Regions from separate parts of the Sus scrofa genome. Here region 2 is linked to region 1. Evidence: chromatin contacts called from public HiChIP or PLAC-seq data. All regions are on one chromosome and are shown on one strand. The core of a region is the stretch at or near the end of the contact, and the rest is flanking DNA. Distances in the headings are between cores, read along the strand shown. Region 1 holds the start of LOC100736818 (cardiotrophin-1). Region 2 holds the start of FBRS (probable fibrosin-1).

What was found. HiChIP or PLAC-seq counts read pairs in DNA pulled down with a chosen protein or histone mark.
Region 2: a contact with region 1 is called in an H3K27ac HiChIP or PLAC-seq map of alveolar macrophages. The contact joins the promoter of FBRS here to the promoter of LOC100736818 in region 1. A contact is called at or near these places in 3 of 47 Hi-C or Micro-C datasets (epiblast stem cells and skeletal muscle) and 2 of 2 datasets of contacts at active chromatin or transcription factors (alveolar macrophages and skeletal muscle).

What each region holds. Positions count from the first base shown.
Region 1 is chr3:17,543,543-17,548,353 of Sscrofa11.1, reverse strand. LOC100736818 (cardiotrophin-1) reads left to right here and starts at 3,104. Exons shown (of 3, transcript XM_021086414.1): 1 at 3,104-3,207. The coding sequence starts at 3,183. It overlaps BCL7C (B-cell CLL/lymphoma 7 protein family member C), which reads right to left and starts at 808. Exons shown (of 6, transcript XM_013995586.2): 1 at 527-808. The coding sequence starts at 618.
Region 2 is chr3:17,740,847-17,745,685 of Sscrofa11.1, reverse strand. FBRS (probable fibrosin-1) reads left to right here and starts at 1,875. Exons shown (of 18, transcript XM_021086415.1): 1 at 1,875-3,419; 2 at 3,710-3,889; 3 at 4,639-4,674; 4 at 4,796-4,825. The coding sequence starts at 2,964.

The sequences.
Region 1 (4,811 bases), core at 1,855-4,354:
GCCAGCCCAGGAGCTGGATGTATCTGGGGATACGTGTGGAGGTGGGGGTGGTGCGCAAAAGAAGCGGCAGCGTGGCTAATGGGACTTGGAGGGAGAAGCCCGGCAGACCTCAGGGCATAGGTGGGGGGCGGGAGAAAGAGAGAGAGGGAGAGAAAAAAAAATAGGCTGGGGTCACGACGCGGCAGACCCCTGGGGTATACATGGAGAGCGCGACTATAGGCCTGGGACCACAGCCTCGAAGATCCCGGGGCACACTTGCGGGAGGAGTGTCAAAGCTTTAGGGGGCGGGGCATAAAGGGGGGGTTCCAGCTCTGGGAGGGCAGGGCTGGGGAACACGCTTTGTAGACCCCAGGGTGTAGCCAGGAGAAGAGAGATAGAGCCCTGCAGATCCAGGACGCAGCTGGGGGCGGCGGGGGAGAGGGGCACACCTAACACCTGGGGGCCACAGGTGGCGGAGGGGGTGTGGACGTGTCGGGGGAGGAATGGCCCGCCGTGGCCCGTCCCTGGCCCCCGGGGCAGCGCTCACCATCTCCGGACCTTCTCGATGGTCGCCATCACCTTCTTGATGTCATCCTTGGCCCGGCTCCGGGTCTCGGCCCGCACGGTCCGGCCGGCCATGCTGGCGGGGCTGGGGCCGAGGCCGAGCCCGCGGCTGGGCCGCCTCCCGTCCGGCGGGCTCAGGCTCGGCGCCAGGCCGGGGCGCCGCTCTCTCGGCCTGTCGCCCCTCCGGGAGTTGGCCGCGCCCTCCCTCGCTCCCCAACGCCTCCGCGAGTCCCCGCCCCGCTTCCTGCCGCCGCGCCCCGCCCCGGCCCGTCCCCGGAGCCGCCCGGCGGCGCGGGCGGCCAGAGCCCAGGCCTGGAAGCCGGCCGGCCCCGCCCCGACCGGGCCCGCCGCCTCCGCCTCGAGGCGCCCGGACGCGCAGCGCCCCCTGCCCGCGGCCGAGAGGGAGGTTGGGGCAGCTCGGCGACTGGACGCGCGCGGCGGGGCTGCGGCCGTGCGTTCAGACCACGTGGGCGCCAGGGGGCGCGAGAGGATCTGTGTCCCGGGTGCGACCGCTGCGCGTGGGTGGACCCTGGAACGGTGTGTGTGTTTGTGTGTGTGTGTTTGCGTGTGTGTGTGTCCCTTGCTCGGCTGCCTGGTTCTACGCTGCAACTATCTCTTCATCCATTCATTCTACAGGCTATTAACTGAGGGCCAGTTACGTGCCAGACACTGTAAATGTACTGAGTGCCTCTTCCACCCTCCAGAATGGCTCAGATGAGACCTTGCCAAGTGGAGGCGAAGTAGAGCAACTGGACCTCTCATATTTCTGGGGGAGTGTAAATTGATAGAGACACTTTGGAAAGCTGGCGCTTTTCTAGTGAAACCGAACGTACACCAACCCTGTGACCCAGCAGTTCCGCTCCTGGATGGTTAACACCCATCAGAAATGCGTGGGTAGGAGCCCCAAGGGACCTGTACTGGAATGTCCATAGCTCTGTTCCTAAGCGCCTCAGGCTAGAAACAACCCATCCACAGGGCCATGGAAAATAAATTGTAGCCTGTTCACACCATGGACGACAGGGCAAGGAGAGTGATGTCCTGCTACACACAACATGGGGACGTCTCGTGAAAGAGGTCAGAGAAGCAATACGCCCTGTGATCCCATTCAGAGAAAGTTCTGGACAAAACCAATAAATGGTGCGAAACACCGGGGAGAGTGGTCACCCTGGGGACTGGGAGGGGCTAAGAGGGGCCTCTGGGAACTGGTCAGATTCCGTTTCTTAATCTGGTGCTGGTTCCCACGGCATATTTACTCTTGGAAAATTCGCGGAGCTGTACATATAGGATGTGTGTACTTTACCCTGTGTCTATAGCACGTCAATGAAAAGCTTACTTAAAATACATGTGTCTTGGTTGATTTTGTTTGAGGCTGTGTTTGCCAGCAGGTATGACATTCTAAATTTGTGTTGCTGTGTGTGAATGTGTCAAGGGTGTGGCTCTCGGGTCTGTGTGTTTTGGTGTGACTATGTTCAGAGGTGGTTATGACATCATTTCTGGGCCAAATCGCTGGGGTAAAATCCCAGCTCTGCTTGTCCAGTGACCTCAAACAAGTCACTTATCACTATTTTCTCAGCTGTAACATGGGAATGAGTTAATATACATGTAACTCTTAGAACAGCATCTTGCGCATAGTAAATACCCAACAAGAGTCACTGTTAATATGCGCGTGATGGTGCCACATGCTGTGCCCTCTGCCAGTTGTTCCCTTTCTTCCTTTATTCTGGCAGTTGTCTGCTCATGGTGAAATACTTAAAGACACAGGGGCCTCCTTCCCAGTTCACATTACCTGCTTTTGTCTGTGGTCTCACTATCAGATTGAGCTCCTCAGGGGGCCAGAGACTAAGAATGGATCCCCTCTGGGGCCCAGAGCCCAGGACAGAGGGGGTACTTGGGAACCATTTGTGGGAATAAGTAAGTGTGTACGGACCGGTCAGCGTTTGTCCTCATCGGGTTTGTGGGTAGATGTGTGGGTGTGACTCCCTGGACCTATCTCTGAAGCTTGTTCCAGCGCAAGAAGCCTTCAGTAGATGCGGGTGTGTCGGAAGGGTTCTCTTACTGGTAAGACGAGGTGGTGGTCCCCTCCTAGTAGCTGTGACTATGAGAGCAAGGGCAGAAGGCATCTGCAATAGGCCAGGAGGTGTTTATGCCAGCAGGTGTGGCCCAAGCCTGAGGGCCCCCATCTCGGCCTCTCAAGCACCTGGCTCTCCCCTTCCCTTCCCCGCCAAGAGGGAGGGCCAGCACATTCCAGGCCTGCCAGCTGCGCCCTCTCCTATCCCCCCAGTTTTCTCGGAAAAAACAGCCCAGAGGCCAAGACTAACCCCAGGTCGGAGCCTGAGCCTTCTCCTCTCATTGGGACCCAGGCTGCCTCCCAGGCCCTGGCACCCAAGCCTGAGTCCAACCTGCAGACATCCTGCTGCCCTCCTCAGGCCCCCTCCCCGACGAGGCTGCGCAAGCAAGGACCTGAGCTCAGGGCCAAGGAATCCTGCCTGGGGCGGCGGGGGGCGGGGTGGTGAGGGGGGGGTAGATTGTTGGGGTCTGAGCCGTGATTGGCTACGCCCCGGCCACGCCCCTACCCTTTTCCCCCTTCTCCCCCCTCGGAAGGGGGGCGTGGAGGCTACCAGGATCAGCCAGGGGACAGCATGAACCGGAGGGAGGGAAGTCTGGGTAAGGGACTGAAGGGTCAGATGCCGAGTGCCTGAGGGGAGCAGGGGTCAGAAGGGCTGGAAGCTGGAGTCTGGGTCCCCGCCACCCCTAGGTACGGGAAGGGAGCGGCCTGAGTGGGGGAGAGCAGGGCCCCGGTGTCAGGTAACGAGCGGGTGAGTTGTGGGTGAGCTGGGGGCAGGGGCAAACGCCAGAGTTTAGAGGAGGCCTGGGGCTGTGCCTTCAGGGATTTGGACTCAGGAGGTAGATCCTGGGTTCGAGTACACCTTGGGGGAGGACTGGGGTCGTGGCTGGGACAGGACATCGGATCCTCTCAGAGTATCGGGAAAGAATCACAGCTGGGAGCCAGAGGGACGTGTAAAGTTAGAGGAAGAAGCCTTTGGCCACAGGGGCTGGTGAGTGACAACAGGAAGCGAAAGTCGAGGCTGTTAAGGATAGGGACCCGCGGGGCAAACTCTGGCGGGGCGGGGGCGGGGGCGGGAGTTGCCGGGCCAAGACTACATTCCCCAGCATGCCCTGGACACGCGCGATGGGCATCTAGGGAAATGTAGTCCTCCCGGGGCGCCACCCTCTAGCTTGTGCTAGTGAAGGTAGATTGCTGCCGATTCATTGATGCTGCGCAATGCCCAGCGTCTTGCATAGACGGGCCATCAGGAAAGGAGTGGGATTTCAGTCTCCCAACTTGTAAAATGGGCTTAACGGCTCATTTCAATTTAAAGATCTGTGCATCAATGATGCTGAATTCCACAAACAATCTCTGAGAGAGAGATGTATGAGCCCAACCCTCAAAGGATTCCCAGGCTGAGGCAGATTCTCACAGGGGAAAAAAAAAAAAAAAAAAAAGAGCCATTAAAAAAAACCACCTTGGGGAAGTTCTCTTATGCCGCAACTGTGGCAAAGGTAGCAACTGCCCTGCGGGTTTGATCCCTGGCTGGAAACTTTCACATGCCCTGGGGGCTGCCAAAAAAAAAAAAAAAAAAAAAAAAAAACCAAAAACCAAAAACCACCCACCACTTTGGAAGTATGAACAAATGGCCTTAAGTAGAAAGAAGAAGTTAATTTAAAGGAGGGGTAAATCTACACTGGGGAGGCAGTATTTGAATTTGGCTTTAATAGGATTTCAACAATGATCTAGGCACAGGGAATACATTTCAGGTAGAACAACCACTTGGCAAATGTCTGGTGCTTCATTTTCCCTCAGTTGGAAGGGGACAGAGCCTGCCTGGCTTAAAAGTTGGAGGATTCAGAGTGGAGCTTCTGGGAGTTCCTATTGTGGTGCAGTGGAAATGGAATCTGACTAGTAACCATGAGGTTGTGGGTTCAATCCCCAGCCTCACTCAGTGGGTTAAGGATTTGGTGTTACCCCGAGCTGTGGTGTAGGTCGCCGACATGACTTGGATCCTATGTTGCTGTGGCTGTGGTGTAGCCTAGCAGCTGTAGTTCTGATTCGACCCCTAGCCTGGGAAACTCCATATGCCACAGGTTTGGCCCTAAAAAGCAAAACAACAACAACAACAGCAACCAAAAAAAAAAAAAAAAACCCAAACCAGAGTGGAGTTTCTGGATTCAGGAAGGAAGAGCCAACCTGGAAGAGGTGGTCAAGAAGC
Region 2 (4,839 bases), core at 626-3,125, 200 kb before region 1:
CTGCAGTTTCTGCATGTGCTACAGCTGGGGCAACGCTGGATCCTTTAACCCACTGCAAGGGGCAGGGATTGGACCTGCACCTTGGTGTTGGAAGAGATACTGCTGATCCCCTTGCGCCACAGTGGGAACTCCTGGAGATACTCTGGTTTTAAGAATCTTCCCGGAGTTCCCATCGTGGCCCAGGGGAAACGAATCTGACTAGGAACCACGAGGTTTCGGGTTCGATCCTTGGCCTCGCTCAGTGGGTTGAGGATCCAGCGTAGTTGTGAGCTGTGGTGTAAGTTGCAGATGTGGCTCGGATCTGGCATTGCTGTCGCTCTCGCATAGGCTGGCAGCAATAGCTCTGATTAGACCCCTAGCCTGGGAACCTCCATATGCCCTGGGTGTGACCCTAAAAGGACAAAAGACCAAAAAAAAAAAAAAAAAATCTTCCCATGTGATGGAGTTCCCATTGTGGCTCTGGGTTAAGAACCCAACTAGTATCCATGAGGATAAGTGTTTGATGATCCCTGGCCTTGCTCAGCAGGTTAAGGGTCCAGTGTTGCTGCAAGCTGTGGTGTAGGTGACAGATGTGGCTCAGATCTGGCATTGCTGTGGCTGTGGTGTAGGCCAGCAGCTAAGCTCTGATTCAAGCCCTAACCTGGGAACCTCCATATGCTGCAGCTGCAACCCTAAAAAGGAAAAAAAAGAATTTTCCCATATGGATACGTCTGAATTTCCTCCAGAAGATACTATGATTCTATACCTGGTCAGGGTTCTCTCAACTCACTTACGTCGCAGAGGACAGATGTAAAGACCCAGAGTGGACGAAGGCCTTGATCACCATGGCCCTGAGTTCCTCCTAACACACAGGCCAGGATCCTCCTGCTGGATTCAAGAGCTGAGTACTCAGCTATAATTAAGCACCTACAACAACCTGTCCCAGTTACCTGACCTACACAAAGCCTTGTGAGAGTCATACCCATTTAATATATAAGCAAGCAAGTTGACTGTTCCAGTGCTATGTCCACCTTAAAAGGGTAACCTAAACAACCAGCGGACGTAAGTGGCACTGTACATCTTTCATAACTTAGAGGCAAAATACAGCAGTGGTCAAGAGCACTGACTGGAGCTAAACTTGAGTCCAAACCCTGGCTGGGAAATTAAACCTGCATCAATTCCCTGCTCCTTCTGTAAAATGGGGCTGATAGGAGTATCTTCCTAAGAGACTTCGTACTGTCAAACGAGTTAATATGAGAGAAAGTGCCCGGCACACAGGACAAGGTGTTTCTTGCTAGAACGCGGAGACCATAGGCAAGCACTCTCTCACTGCACCGACCCATAACGGGATGCGGTTTGCTTGCCGCGCGACTAGAGCTCTCAAAACACGCCGCAAGCTCTAGCCATCCCGCACCGCGGGAGATCCCGCTGAGCAGCTACCCGACGGAGGTACCACCACGCGCGTGCGCGAAAAGCCAAGCGGCCGGTGGACTAAGCCAAACGGCGGAAAGGGAGAGAAGACGTAGCGCGCGGCAGACAAGGACCTGCCTCGGCCCCGCGCCGCCCAGCGGCCAACCGTCCCTAGGACTCGCGCACCCCATCCGGATCCTTGCCTAGACGCCGTCAGGTCACGGGCCAATGAACGAAGAGCAGGAAGAGGCGGGGTCATCTGAAGGACCGCCCCAAGCACGTACTTCTAACCAGTCGAGTCATAAGACTTGATGAAGGGAGGAGCTAATCTGACGTATACCCAATCCAAGATTTGAGGGCGGCTACATATTACCCACTCCCCGGAGTTTGACTCCGCCCTTCGCCTTGACGTACACGTCTCAACCTATCAACGACTAAGCCTGTAGAGGGGTGAGGGGAAGGGGGCGGAGAGTGGGAGGAGGCAAAGAGAGGAAGGAGGCGTAGGCTGAGGAGGAAGAGGGAGGAGGGGCAGGGAAGTCCTGGCGGAGAGGAGGCCCCAGACTCCAAAGGAGACAACAGGAGGGTACGCAGAAGCTCCCTCCCTACCCAGCAGCCGTTCCGGATCCCTTAAGGCGCAAGTCAGACAGAGACGGAGGAAAGGAGGAAGAGACTTTTATGTCGGCAGACAGAGAAGCTCTACCCGTCACCGTTGCCTCACATCCGGGGCTTTGGAGGGCTGGCCCCCGCGGCCCCGCCCCCCCCTCGCGCCTTTCATGGCGACCGGAGGCGGAGGCTGGAAGAGCTGGGCTTGGAGGAGGCCCCTTTAAATCTCCTTAAAGGGGTGGCCACTCATCTCGGCAGACTACAACGCCAGCCTTTAAAGGGGAAGCCACCGAACAGACGCTGACAAATTGAGAACTGTGCTGTTGGGAGAATTGGAAGGAGTGGGGATTCTCACCGCCTCTCCTCCCCCACGCAAGAAGTCCTTTAAATTCAACTTAAAGGGGAAGTGGCTGCTTGTGGAGGACTAGAAACTAACTCCCGAGCCCTTAAAGGGGCGGCCTGCTGTTTGGAGAACCCTGGACTCCTTAAAGGGGTGGCCTCTTTTCGTCGGAGGACTTGAGGCACTTTTAAAGGGGAGGTCTGCGTTTCGGGTCGAGCTTTCGGCCCCTTTTAAAGGGGTGGCCCTTCCTCTTCCTCGGGGAGACTTGTCTCGACCCCTGGCAGGGGGCGGCCACCGAACTAGGCCGGTCGGACACCGTCGGGTCGTCTTAAAGGGGACAGGGGCTGAACAACTTGAGGCCTTGCCTTAAAGGAACGGCCGCTCCGTTTTCGTCGTCTCGTCCCCGCCGGCCCCACAGGGGGGGCCCTCAGGCTTGTCGCCCCGGGGGCGGCGCCGGCTTCCCGGGCCTTGGCCTTGGGGCAAGCTCGGGGCCAGGAGATCCTGCTTTAAAGGGGAAGCCGTGGCCCTCTCGTCCCTGTGCAGCCGCCAGCGCCGCGCGTGCGACCCCGGGCCTGCGGACAGGCCGCTTCGGGCCCCGCCGCCTCCGGATGCGGCGCTGAGGGCGGTCGCCATGGAGACGGCAGCGGCCGCGGCTCCCGGCCCGGGCTGGGCCGCTGAGGGGGAGCGGCGGCGGCGGCGCTGCTCGCGCCGAGACCGAGACCGGGAGCAGCGGCGCCGCCGAGGTCCCGGCGGCGACGCGCCCCGGGCCCTATTGGCCGCCCCGCGCGGTTCCTCGTCCTCGTCGTCGCCGCCGCCGCCCGCCAGGCCCTGGTCGTCAGCTTCATCTGGAGAGCGGCCGGGAGGCCCGAGACGGCGGCGGCCGCGTCCCAGGCCTCGGCCCCCGCGACCCCGAGCTCGGAAGCGGCCTGCCGGCTCGGGCAGCCGCGGGGAGGAAGAGGAGGAGGAGGAGGAGGGGGGCGCAGACGATGGGGAGGCCGAGGAGGAGCCAGAGGAGGAGGAAGAAGAGGAGGAGGACTTGATCGATGGCTTCGCCATCGCCAGCTTCGCCAGCCTCGAAGCCTTGCAGGTGGGGTCTGATGGGGCTGGGGACCCTTGGGGGGCTTCAGAGGGCCAGAGAGAAGAGTATGAGGCCTGGAGTGGGTGGAGTTGAGGGGGGAATGCTGGCACCCCAAACCAGAGCAACCGGCTCCTCTGGCCAGGCCTCTGCCCCACCCTGGGGTGGGAGGAGGTAGAGCTAGTCTCCAGGGACCAACCAGGTTACCTGGCCTCTGAGCCACTCTGGTAGCCTGGTCACCCCTAGAGAGATCGGGAGCTTTCTGTTTTTCATCTACTTCAGTTCCACCTCCTCTTCCACAGAAGGATGCATCTCTTCAGCCCCCAGAGCGACTGGAGCATCGGCTAAAGCATTCTGGGAAGCGGAAGAGGGGGGGCTCCAGTGGAGCCACTGGGGAGCCAGGGGACAGCTCTGATCGAGAGCCTGGCCGACCCTCTGGGGATCGGGCCCGAAAATGGCCCAATAAGCGGAGAAGGAAAGAGGTGAGCTTGCCCCAGATCCCTGTGCTTTCAAACTCTGGCCATAAGGTTTTTCACTTAGACCTGTTTTCCATCAGCAATGCTGCCACCCATTGTAAACAGTGATCCCAGTCTCTAAGGGCAGAGAGAAAGGTAGAGCAAACTTGAGCTCCCACTGCCCTGTCCAGGTCTGACAAAGACGTGTCCACTGTCGGACCTGCTTGCTTTTGGCTGACACTAAAGTCTGTCATAGACATGTGGGTAATTCAGAGATGTATCAGAGGGACTTAGTTGAATCATAAATGAATTAGGTACAGTCTCTGTCCTCCTGTGTAACCCAGTGCCAGTCTAGCAAGTAAGAAAGAAAAGCTAGCAGCAAATACCTAGACCAAAACCTGAGACGTACCAGAAGGCAGAGATCTGGGAGAGATGCTGCAGAAACCCACATGAGGAAGCCACTCATTCGGCCTGGGGGATGGGAGGAGTGTTGTGGTTAGGGAAAGCCCCCTGGGATGTCTTAGTCAGGCCTTGAAGGATAGTCATAAGTTTGCTAAGAAGAGAAACGGGGCAAAGTTGTTTTGGACCGAAGCACAAAGATGTGAGAATCTGGTCTGTTTGGGAAATGGCCAGAGCGTTGAGAACAGGGGCTGGGCAGGAGAACGAGACTGAGAGTAGGTCATGAGAGCCCTTGAGTGCCTTGCTGGGGAGTTGAGACTTTATCCAAAGGCCCTGCCAATCAGCCTCTCTTACCTCTGGACTCTGGTCTTTCTCAGGCCTCCTCCCGTCATTCTCTGGAAGCTGGATACATAGTAAGTGCCCTCCACCTGTACCGGCCCCTCCCCTCTCCCTCCCTGTCTGAAACTCCCCTCTGGACCTTGGGCCCCACTCCTCTTCCCTCTTGTGACACCTCTGTCTTTTCCTTCTCCCCAGTGTGATGCAGAAAGTGATCTGGACGAGAGGGTGAGTAGGGTTAG